Regions from separate parts of the Mus musculus genome. Here region 1 is linked to region 2. The links are chromatin contacts, called in public ChIA-PET maps. All regions are on one chromosome and are shown on one strand. Each heading gives the region's core, a stretch centred on a gene start, on an enhancer-like site or on the middle of the called end of the contact. The rest is flanking DNA. Distances are from core to core; before and after follow the strand shown.

Region 1 (4,543 bases), core at 907-3,406, 52 kb before region 2:
TCAGCTCGTGGAGGGAACTGGTAATGAAGACCAGGGTGCAAGTCAGTGTGTTCTTTAAGCTGCCCCTGTGGAGGAGAGGCAGAGGAGAGAGAAATAGGAGCCCCTCTGTGTCTGCATGAAAGTCTAGAAACACAAGAGCCTTATTAACAAAACAAACCACCACCCACCACCACAAAAAAAAAAATGGAGGAGGAGGAGGAAGAGGAAGAAGAGGAGGAGGAGGAAGAGAAGAGAAGAGAAGAGAAGAGAAGAGAAGAGAAGAGAAGAGAAGAAAGAAAAAGACTAAATGGTAGTGGAGTTCAAGGCCAGCTTGGTCTGCAGAGCTAATTCCAGGACAGTCAGGGAGGGCTACACAAACCCTGTCTTGTAAAACAAAACAAAATTTTCTTATTGATAGAGGTTGAAAGGGTGGGGGTGGCAGGGTGATTCCTTACTGTATACCTTTTGCTTTTTAGTAAATTTTTGAGATAGGGTAAATGAGACCACTGGATGCCTCACATCTATACTGATTAGGGCAGGGGGTGGGCCAGGAGGACATCTGCTGTAAGCCAAAGGCAAGATGGAAAGAGGAAACTCAGCAATGAAGGAATCACCATTTCCAGACAGATACTGTCATTCTGGCCTTCCTCGCATGTGATCACCTCCACACACAGACATGCACACCCATTCAGCTAAGTATTTACTCATTAAAAGTCATTCACTGGGCACCTACTTTGTGTCGAGCATGGAGTAGATTTGGCTTGGTGATTTTAGGACCCCTTCCTGTTGGAAACATGGTAAATCCTTGGAAGTAAGATCTGTCCTCCAGTGGCAATGGAGGTCACTTTACTGGTTTGCTAAGAGATCAGTCTCCCAGGTCAGAGCCTGCCACGCTCCAGGCTGTGGGAACTAGTCTCAGCCAGCATCCCTGGACTGGGCTATTTAGGGGAAACAGGTGAGGGCAGTTTATTCCTGAGATTTGGCATAGTAATTCTAGAAAAGGAATGAGGAAAAAAAATAGAGAGTTGGCACCCTCAATTCTAGTCAACAGTGCACTTTCTGGCTTAAAAGGAATGCCTGCACCCAGTTTTAAAAACTACGACCCAGGGTATGATGTGAAGATCTGAAGTACAAAGTCTTTGGGGAAGGCCATACTTCCCAGATGTTTTGCTTATTGTGCGCAAGACAAATGGAAGCCCCATGGCAGACTGCAGGGAGCTGAATAAACAGAGTGGGTAGTAACTTAGAAGACACAGGTAAAGCTGCTTGTTATCCAAGCCCTGTTACTTGAGTTCAATCCTCAAAGCCCATGGAAAGAAAACTGACTCCACAAGTTGTCTTCTGACCTCCATGTGTGCACACCTACCCACGGACACACACAAACGCCGTAATTAAAAAGAAAGAGTTGACCTGGGTTCTGCCTCCTATGGCTAATGTGCCTGTGCCCTAACCAATTGTCCTTTATTTTTCTCACTAGTAACTGGGAATAACCAGTACCTTACAGGACAATTGTAAGCCTCTAAGATAAATGAAGCGTATACACACACACACACACACACACACACACACACACACGCGCCCACTGTCCGGACCTACGCTGGAGGTGGTTAGTTTTCTTAGTCGAAAAGACTAAGGTTCAGAGAATACGCTACAGAGACCCCGGAAGAGGGCTGAACAAGCCGGTCAGCACTGGCAAGAGGCTCCAGGCGTCCAATTACAGCTGGTGCAGACCATAAGCTCCACTCCCCTCCTAAACTGACACACAATCATGTGATGGGGAAAGTTCGTGGACCTGCGGTAGGCCGGACCCCACTGAGCCCCAAAAGGGAACTTAGATGGCGGAGGCCCCTGCTCAGGGTGGACAGACGACTTCCGGGACCATCCCGGTCCCCATCACCACGTGACACCCAGGTTATCAGGCCACCAATTCTCCCCGTGCTTGTAGCAAGCGGAAGGACCCATTTAGGCCTAACAGGCTACCGTACCTGAAAGTGTCTTCGATCTCATTGATGGTGGTATCCTTCTCCACTACCAGGAAATTAGGGTGGCGGTTCTTGTTTAGCTCCCCTATGCCGCCCAACAGGAAACCAGTCACCGTGTCCTCGTCTCCAATCACCGCGATTAGCTTACCTCTGCCCGCCATCCTGTCCGCCGGGCAGAGCGCTTCCCAAACACCTGTGATGCCCCGCCCCCGCAGAGACCCCGCCCTTCAGTCATGCGCAGTTCCCCGCCTCCCGGGCATGCGCATTTAGCAGGAACTCCGCTTAATCTGCGTACTCTTGCGCCATAGAGGCCAGAAACACAAACCACAGAACTACGTCTCCCAGAAGGCTGAGCGTCACAGGCCTCTCTCTGGCATTCTGTCCTTAATTTCTTCTCTCTTGGAAGAAATGCCTTTTGAACCTAGTGTTATTAGAGACCGAGACTTTAGGGGACATACTTTTTTTTTCTTTCTTTTCAGTGTACGTTAGTTTGGTTTTGGCTTTTTTGAGACAGATGGTTACCTATCTCAGGCCGGACTTGAACTTGCAGTGTAGAAGAGGATAGATCCTATTGCTTCTACTTTCCGAATGCTGGTATTATAGGCCTGCGCCATTACACAAAACAGAACAGTGTGTGCTTGATTTGTTTGACTTAAAAAAAAAAAACATCTTTTTGTTGTTACATTTGTGATTTCGGAGGCAGGTGTAGTGTGGCAGTGGAGCAGGCCACAAGTTTGTGAGGTCATAATACACCCTATGAGAGTCACCTTGAGGTTCATCTGGTCAACCCAGTGCTTTTTTTTTTTTAAAGATAGGTCTCAGGGCTGGAAGATGGCTAGGTGGTTAAGAGCACTGACTGCTCTACTAGAGGTCCTGAGGTCAATTCCCAGCAACCACATGGTGGCTCACAACCATCTGAAGACAGTGTCAGTGTACCCACATATATGAAATAAATAAATCTTATAAAAAGATTTATCCAAATATTAGGATTAGGCCAAACTACCTACCCCCTTTTTTTGGTTTTATTTGGTAGTTTGTTTTTTGAAACCTGCTATATGTAGCCTTTTCTGGCCTGGAACTCAGAATGTAGACTAGGTTGGCCTTGAACTTGCAGCCAGTGGTCCTACTGCATCATCCTCCTGAATGCTGGGACTACAGAAATGCACCACTATTTCCTGTCCATTTGTTTGTTTCAACTCTTGCCTCAGTCTGGGATTACAGACATAGGCTACCATAACTGTCCAAGAACAGGTATTTCCTAGCTGGAAGGTCAAGGTCTGAATCGGTATGATGTACACATGCATGCTAACTATGACATGGCTAACAATTACTGAATATATATTAAATTACCAAAGAAATAGGCAAATGAATGATGACACTATGTAGTGCTGTAGAAACCAAGCAAGGCCTCATGTTAGTTCCTAAATTTAGATAATTGCATAGAAACAATCCTAGCACTTAGGAGGTTTGAAGCAAGAAGATTGGCACAAGCTCAAGGCCAGCTTGGGATATTGTCTTAGGAATGAGAGGGGCACCAGCACATGTGAAGAGGCACTGTGACCAGGGCAACTCTTAGAAAGGTTACATTTAATTGAGGCTGGCTTACAGATTCAGAGGTTCAGTCCATTATCATGGCAGGAAGCATGGCAGCTTGCAAGCAGACGTGGTCCTGGAGGAGCTGAGAGTTCTACATCTCAGTCCAAAGGCAGCCAGAACAAGAGTCTTGATCACATGGGCCAGACATGAGCATATATATGAGACTTCAAAGCCCCACCTCCACAGTGACACCCGTCCTCTAATAAGACCACACCTCCTCCAGTAAGGCCACACCTTCTAATAATGCCACTTCCCGTGGGCAAAACATATTCAGACCACCACAACTATATGTTAAGATTGTCCTGATGGCCCAGTGAGTTATGGCACTTACTACACAGCTCATGACCTGAGTGAACTCTCTAGAACCTACACTGTGGAAGGAGAGAGAAGCAAGTTCTGTAAGTTGTCCTCTGATCTCTCTACATTTGTTTTACAAACACACGCAGAGGCACAGCAAATAACTAATTAAATGCAAACAATTGATTTTTTAAATCTATCACCAAAAAAAAAAAATTTACAAAACAAAACAGGCTGCAGTGGCACTCAGGAGGCAGAGGCAGGTGGATCTCTGAGTTTAAAGCTACCTGGTCTACAGAGTTAGTTCCAGCATAGCCAGGGATACATAGAGAGACCTTTTCTCCAAACACATACACACGCACACCACCACCACAACCACCACAACCACCACCAACAACCAAGCAAACAATCAAAATTAAAGAATCTAGATGTTTTCCTGAGGTCTAAAGGGTCCTCATCACCAGGCTCATACGTTAGAGCTATTCTAGAACCACGTGTGTGCAGAGTCACTGCCAAAGGAGGGAATCAAACAGAAGTGCCGGCTGGAGTGCAGGGCTGATGGTAGGGAAAGTGGACTACATGGAGGTGAGAGATTCTTAGAGCCAGAGTTTTGAGATTGGATGTGTTTGAGCAGCAAGCAAAGAGACCTGTCTTCTAGCCGGGGTACCTGTTGGAATAAGAGTAACAAT
Region 2 (4,237 bases), core at 264-2,763:
CGCTCCTCCATGAGCCGCCCATGCTCCCGCTGCAGTACCTCCTGCTGTTTCTGACTGGTGTCATATAGCACCTGCAGAGCCTGCAGCTGGTCCATAAGCACCTTGAACTAGGGGGGAGGCAGGGGGCAGGAGACATCACCATTACTGTGAGATATTCCAGTCCTTTCAGCTGCCCCTCTCCTAGGGCAGATGTGAGTGCTTACCTGAGAGAAGAGCACACACACCTACCTCTGTTTCACAAGGCCTTTGCCTTTGCCTTAACCTACAGGAGACTGGTGTGGGGCAGCTTTCTGCTACTTTGAAAAAAATCTCCCAGGACAGATACTAAGTGATTTTAGAGCTCCCGTTCTACTGGTTTCTGTACTCTGGCAGAAACTTCCTCCCTGAAGCTGTGTAGGTAGGTCTCACGCACACCCGGGCTCCCTATCACACCGATGATCTTCTTAAGTCAAGTGCCCCCATCCTGACCTTGGGCTCAGTCCTCTCCACCACCCCTCATGGGACAATCAGCCCAGCTGCAAATGTGTGACTATGAATTTGTTTCTTGGAAGATTCAGGCTTGGAATCAAGGTCTTGCTCCTCACTAGTCCCTGTACCTTCTCCCTGAAAGTATGTTTTCCATGCCTCAAGTATACATTCAGTATTAGATCAAGGAAACAGTTTACACGTGACTTCCCAGTTTCTATGCTACCCAGGCTCTCAGCCTGGATATCTAACACCCCTGGAATGCTCAAGAAGTCCCACAGTTTGGACTTCCTCCATTTCCTGATTCTCCTTGTTCATGGGAATATTAAAACTGGTAGTTTTAGCCTGAACTGAAACTGTCTACCTGCTCTTGCTTACACTGAGACCTTGGACCAAATTTATTGCCCAACTCTGAACAGATTTGTGTAGAAATTCCTAGCCATCTTACCTCACAGGCATGACAGTGACTCCTGATAGTGTCTGACAAACAATGATTTTTCTATTTAGTTCCTATAACCTGGCCCAACGTTCAGTAAAATAATGTAGTTGGCACCATGATCCTGTCTGCTGCAACTGTTTTCCTTGGAGATGACTGGGGCTAGATTTGTTATGGAGACTCAAAAGGTTACAGACTCTGACAATGGAGCAGACTTTCTAGCCCACACAAAAAGATGACACACTCAGGGCTGGTCAACAGGAATCAAAACAAACAGTGAGCTGATTGCACATATTTTGAAAATGCCATGTTGTGGGGATAGAACCCAGTGGTCAGACAGACCTTCCAGGCCACCTAAACTCTGTTCTAGATGCTGCTTTCTCTTCAGCTCTTTAAAAAGAAAATCATTCTGCATCCAAACATCACAGCAGAGCGTGCGCCTCTGCGTGAGATACTCAGGGTGTCTAAGTAGTGGAGCCCGTGGAAGACCCTGACAAGGGCGTCAGTCTCATCCTACTTCCTATCCAAATAGGCCTTCCTGGTTCAACTCTTCTACAGAGCCCTTTCCCTGCCGCACAGCTGTCCTCACAAGAGCCAAACCCCTTCCTGCTGCTGTGGTTACCTTATTCTCACAACTGGAGGACTTAGGCCCTCTAGCATCTTGAGGGTTCGCCAACACTTCCTGGAAATGAGACTCTTTGAAACCTCGAAGATGCTTGTGTGCCTCTAGCTGCTCCTTCAGTACACACTCCTGGTTTTGTGTCAGCTTTCGCTGTTGCTCCTGCATGTTTTGGTAGAGCAGCTGCATTTCACACAGATCTTGCAGCTTTGAAAGCAGCTCCTGACTCTGAGTAGGGAGGAGGAAGGAAAGGCGGCGATTAAGGAAGAAACGCCCTCCTCAGCCCCATCCCTGCTGGGCTCTGCCTCTTCCCTGCTTCACAGAGCCCTTCTGGGGAAAGCGGTTCTTTCCATGGAAGTTTGCTAATCGGAAAAAAAAAAGACTCCAATGTGTAGATATTTTACAGTTCACAAACTGATTTCAGGTGTACTTCCTCCAGACTGACCAAATAGCTAAATACATAACACTGCACAGACTTCAGAATATAAATGTTAAAGTTTAAAGCCTTTATGAAGAAAAACCCAAATCAGCTCTGTGGGGAGAATGGTAAGAAAATAAAAGGTACCTGAGCAAGAAAGGAAACTGCTCACTTCCCTCTCTTCCCCATGGACAGCTATACCTGGAAGCCTCTCAGAGCAGCCTCCCCCTGATCAATGGTCTCGCCCTGGCAATGAGTACCTTCTGCAAGATGCCACATTTGGGCTGTGGGAATGTGAGCCTGTGCAGCTCTTCCTGCAGCTGGCCCTGCTCCTCCTGCAGCCTCCTCTGGTCCTCCAGGAGCTCACACTGTTCCATCTGCAGGTGCCCAATCTCCTCCTGGCTGGCTTTGAACTTGTCCTGCAATTCTGTCAGTCTGGCCAGCAGAGCATCACACTATGGGTCAGGAGTGCAGGGCAAGGTTACTACAGAAGGTATAGTTAGGGGCTGGCACAGCACCGTGTGCTCCCTGCCTCCTGCCACTTTTTCGGCCCCCTCTCTTCCTTGTTCAGTCACCTGGATTGATCGCCCTGTGCAGCTCAGACCTCTATGTTAAGGGGGCGCCATTAGGTAGTTCTGAGCACTCCATCATACTGTACTAAGCTCATCTGCCACGCTCCCAGAGAGTAGCTTGAGAAGCAGAGATCTCAGTGCCCTCCCTTCCCTGTGACACACTATCTCCAGCTCCCAGCAGTGCAGGGAAAACCAGTTCAAGCCACCCTGTCAATTGTTTTTAGACTTAATTTATTTACTTCATCAATCAGGACTTAATTTGGATATAATTTTTCTTATTTTTTGTTTTCCTGACTTTTGACACCCATATTGGAAATTGAACCTAGGACCTAATGTATGCTAGGCCAGTGCTCTACCACCGAGCTACATCCCTAGTCTTAATCATACTGTAAAACCTTTAGTAAAGTAAGAGCCATTGCTGAATTTGGGTTAAAGCTACATTAGCCTCTTATTCTCAGAACCAGGTATTTTAAAATCAAGTAAAACCTCAGTGACTTGTACGGCAGCACACCTTTCACTTCCTGTAAGCTCTAGCACTGTACGAGGTATTGAAGCAAATCAGGGATCCAGTGGATCTCTCAACTGAGTGGGAGTGAAGAAAGCAGGCAAAATGTAAGCCCTGGGATGGAATGGCAACCAGACTGTGACCTTCTCAGTCCTCTATATCATAAAGGCCTTTCCCTAGGGTCACTGTCTACTACTGGGAGAGGCAGGAGCCGGAGCACCCTCGCAGAACATGGCCAGGCTCACCATCTCCCAAGACTCTTATGCCTTTTCCCCAAGGGGCTCCACTCCTTTCTAGTTCCTATCATAATCAAGGGCTGACAGTGCTCAACAGGGTAAATGGCAATGGCTGACTGACATCTTATACACCACAGAAAAAGTCAACAAACCCTTATGTATCATTGCTGGAATTATTTTCTTAAAGAAAGTGAGTCAAAAATATTGTCCTGTACCAAGCTGGGTATGGTGGTACATGCCTATAATCTGAGCAATAGAAGTGGAAGCAGGAGAATCACCACAAGTTCAAGGGTAACCTAGTCTAAACACAAGACTCTGTCTCAACACTCATCTCTAAAAAACAAAACAAAACAAAACAAGAATAGCATTTTGTTTAATTTGAAGCAAAATTCAAGATTTGGGAATTTACTTCAAGTCTGACTATATCCTAAAAGAGCACTGGTTCTTCTAATACTCAAATCAGCATTCAAGGTACAGACCATATCCTTAAAATCACTTGCAAGTTGTTTCAGAAATCTGGCTCTATTCTTTTTAGTTTAGTTATACATGTGTATGTATGTGCCTCCCTTCAAATGATGAGACATCAGTACAGTTATAATACCACTGTAGAAATGCATATATACATGGGGTTGTATAAAAACCACATGTTCATACTGCCTGAGATCAAACGCATTCATCTACTAAGCTATGGTTCTTATTCAAGTCAAGTTCAAGACGAACTGTTTTAAGGCCAGCAGACATGGGTCTGCCTTTGTCTTCTACCTTCAGTTGGGCGACCTTGTCTGCTTCTCCTCTCTCCCAAGCTGGCCAGAAGCCCTTAGCACTCTGAAGTACAATTACCTTGTTTGAGCAGTTTCCATTCTCTTCACAGAGGGACTGGCTGGACTTGAGCTCTGTCAGCTCCTGCTGGCAGAGCAGGAAGTCCTGCTCCAGCTGGTCATACATGTGCTTCTGGCGCTCCAGCTCATCCCTGCTGAACTGATACA

The links. ChIA-PET counts read pairs in DNA pulled down with a chosen protein or histone mark.
Region 1: a contact with region 2 is called in an RNA polymerase II ChIA-PET map of memory CD8 T cells, with 221 read pairs. The contact joins the promoter of Atp6v1f here to the enhancer-like site in region 2. A contact is called at or near these places in 7 of 39 promoter capture datasets (the HPC-7 cell line, HPC-7-derived erythroid cells, embryonic stem cells and 3 more), 1 of 15 datasets of contacts at CTCF or cohesin (the NIH/3T3 cell line), 6 of 115 datasets of contacts at active chromatin or transcription factors (the SCID.adh cell line, effector CD8 T cells, embryonic stem cells and 1 more) and 3 of 9 other capture datasets (adipose tissue, liver and pancreatic islet).

Annotation. Positions count from the first base shown.
Region 1 is chr6:29,465,396-29,469,938 of GRCm38.p6, reverse strand. It overlaps Atp6v1f (ATPase, H+ transporting, lysosomal V1 subunit F), which reads right to left and starts at 2,156. Exons shown (of 2, transcript NM_025381.2): 1 at 1,965-2,156. The coding sequence starts at 2,122.
Region 2 is chr6:29,412,942-29,417,178 of GRCm38.p6, reverse strand. Ccdc136 (coiled-coil domain containing 136) reads right to left here. Exons shown (of 18, transcript NM_001347071.1): 11 at 4,092-4,237; 12 at 2,199-2,393; 13 at 1,524-1,748; 14 at 1-107. Among named protein-coding and RNA genes, the nearest start is that of Flnc, 18 kb to the left of the region's middle. Within about 2 kb of position 1,513, at least 28 of the 459 cell types and tissues checked have an H3K27ac peak or open chromatin away from gene starts, as enhancers often do. A contact at or near this core is called in the SCID.adh cell line, effector CD8 T cells and memory CD8 T cells, where this site is marked.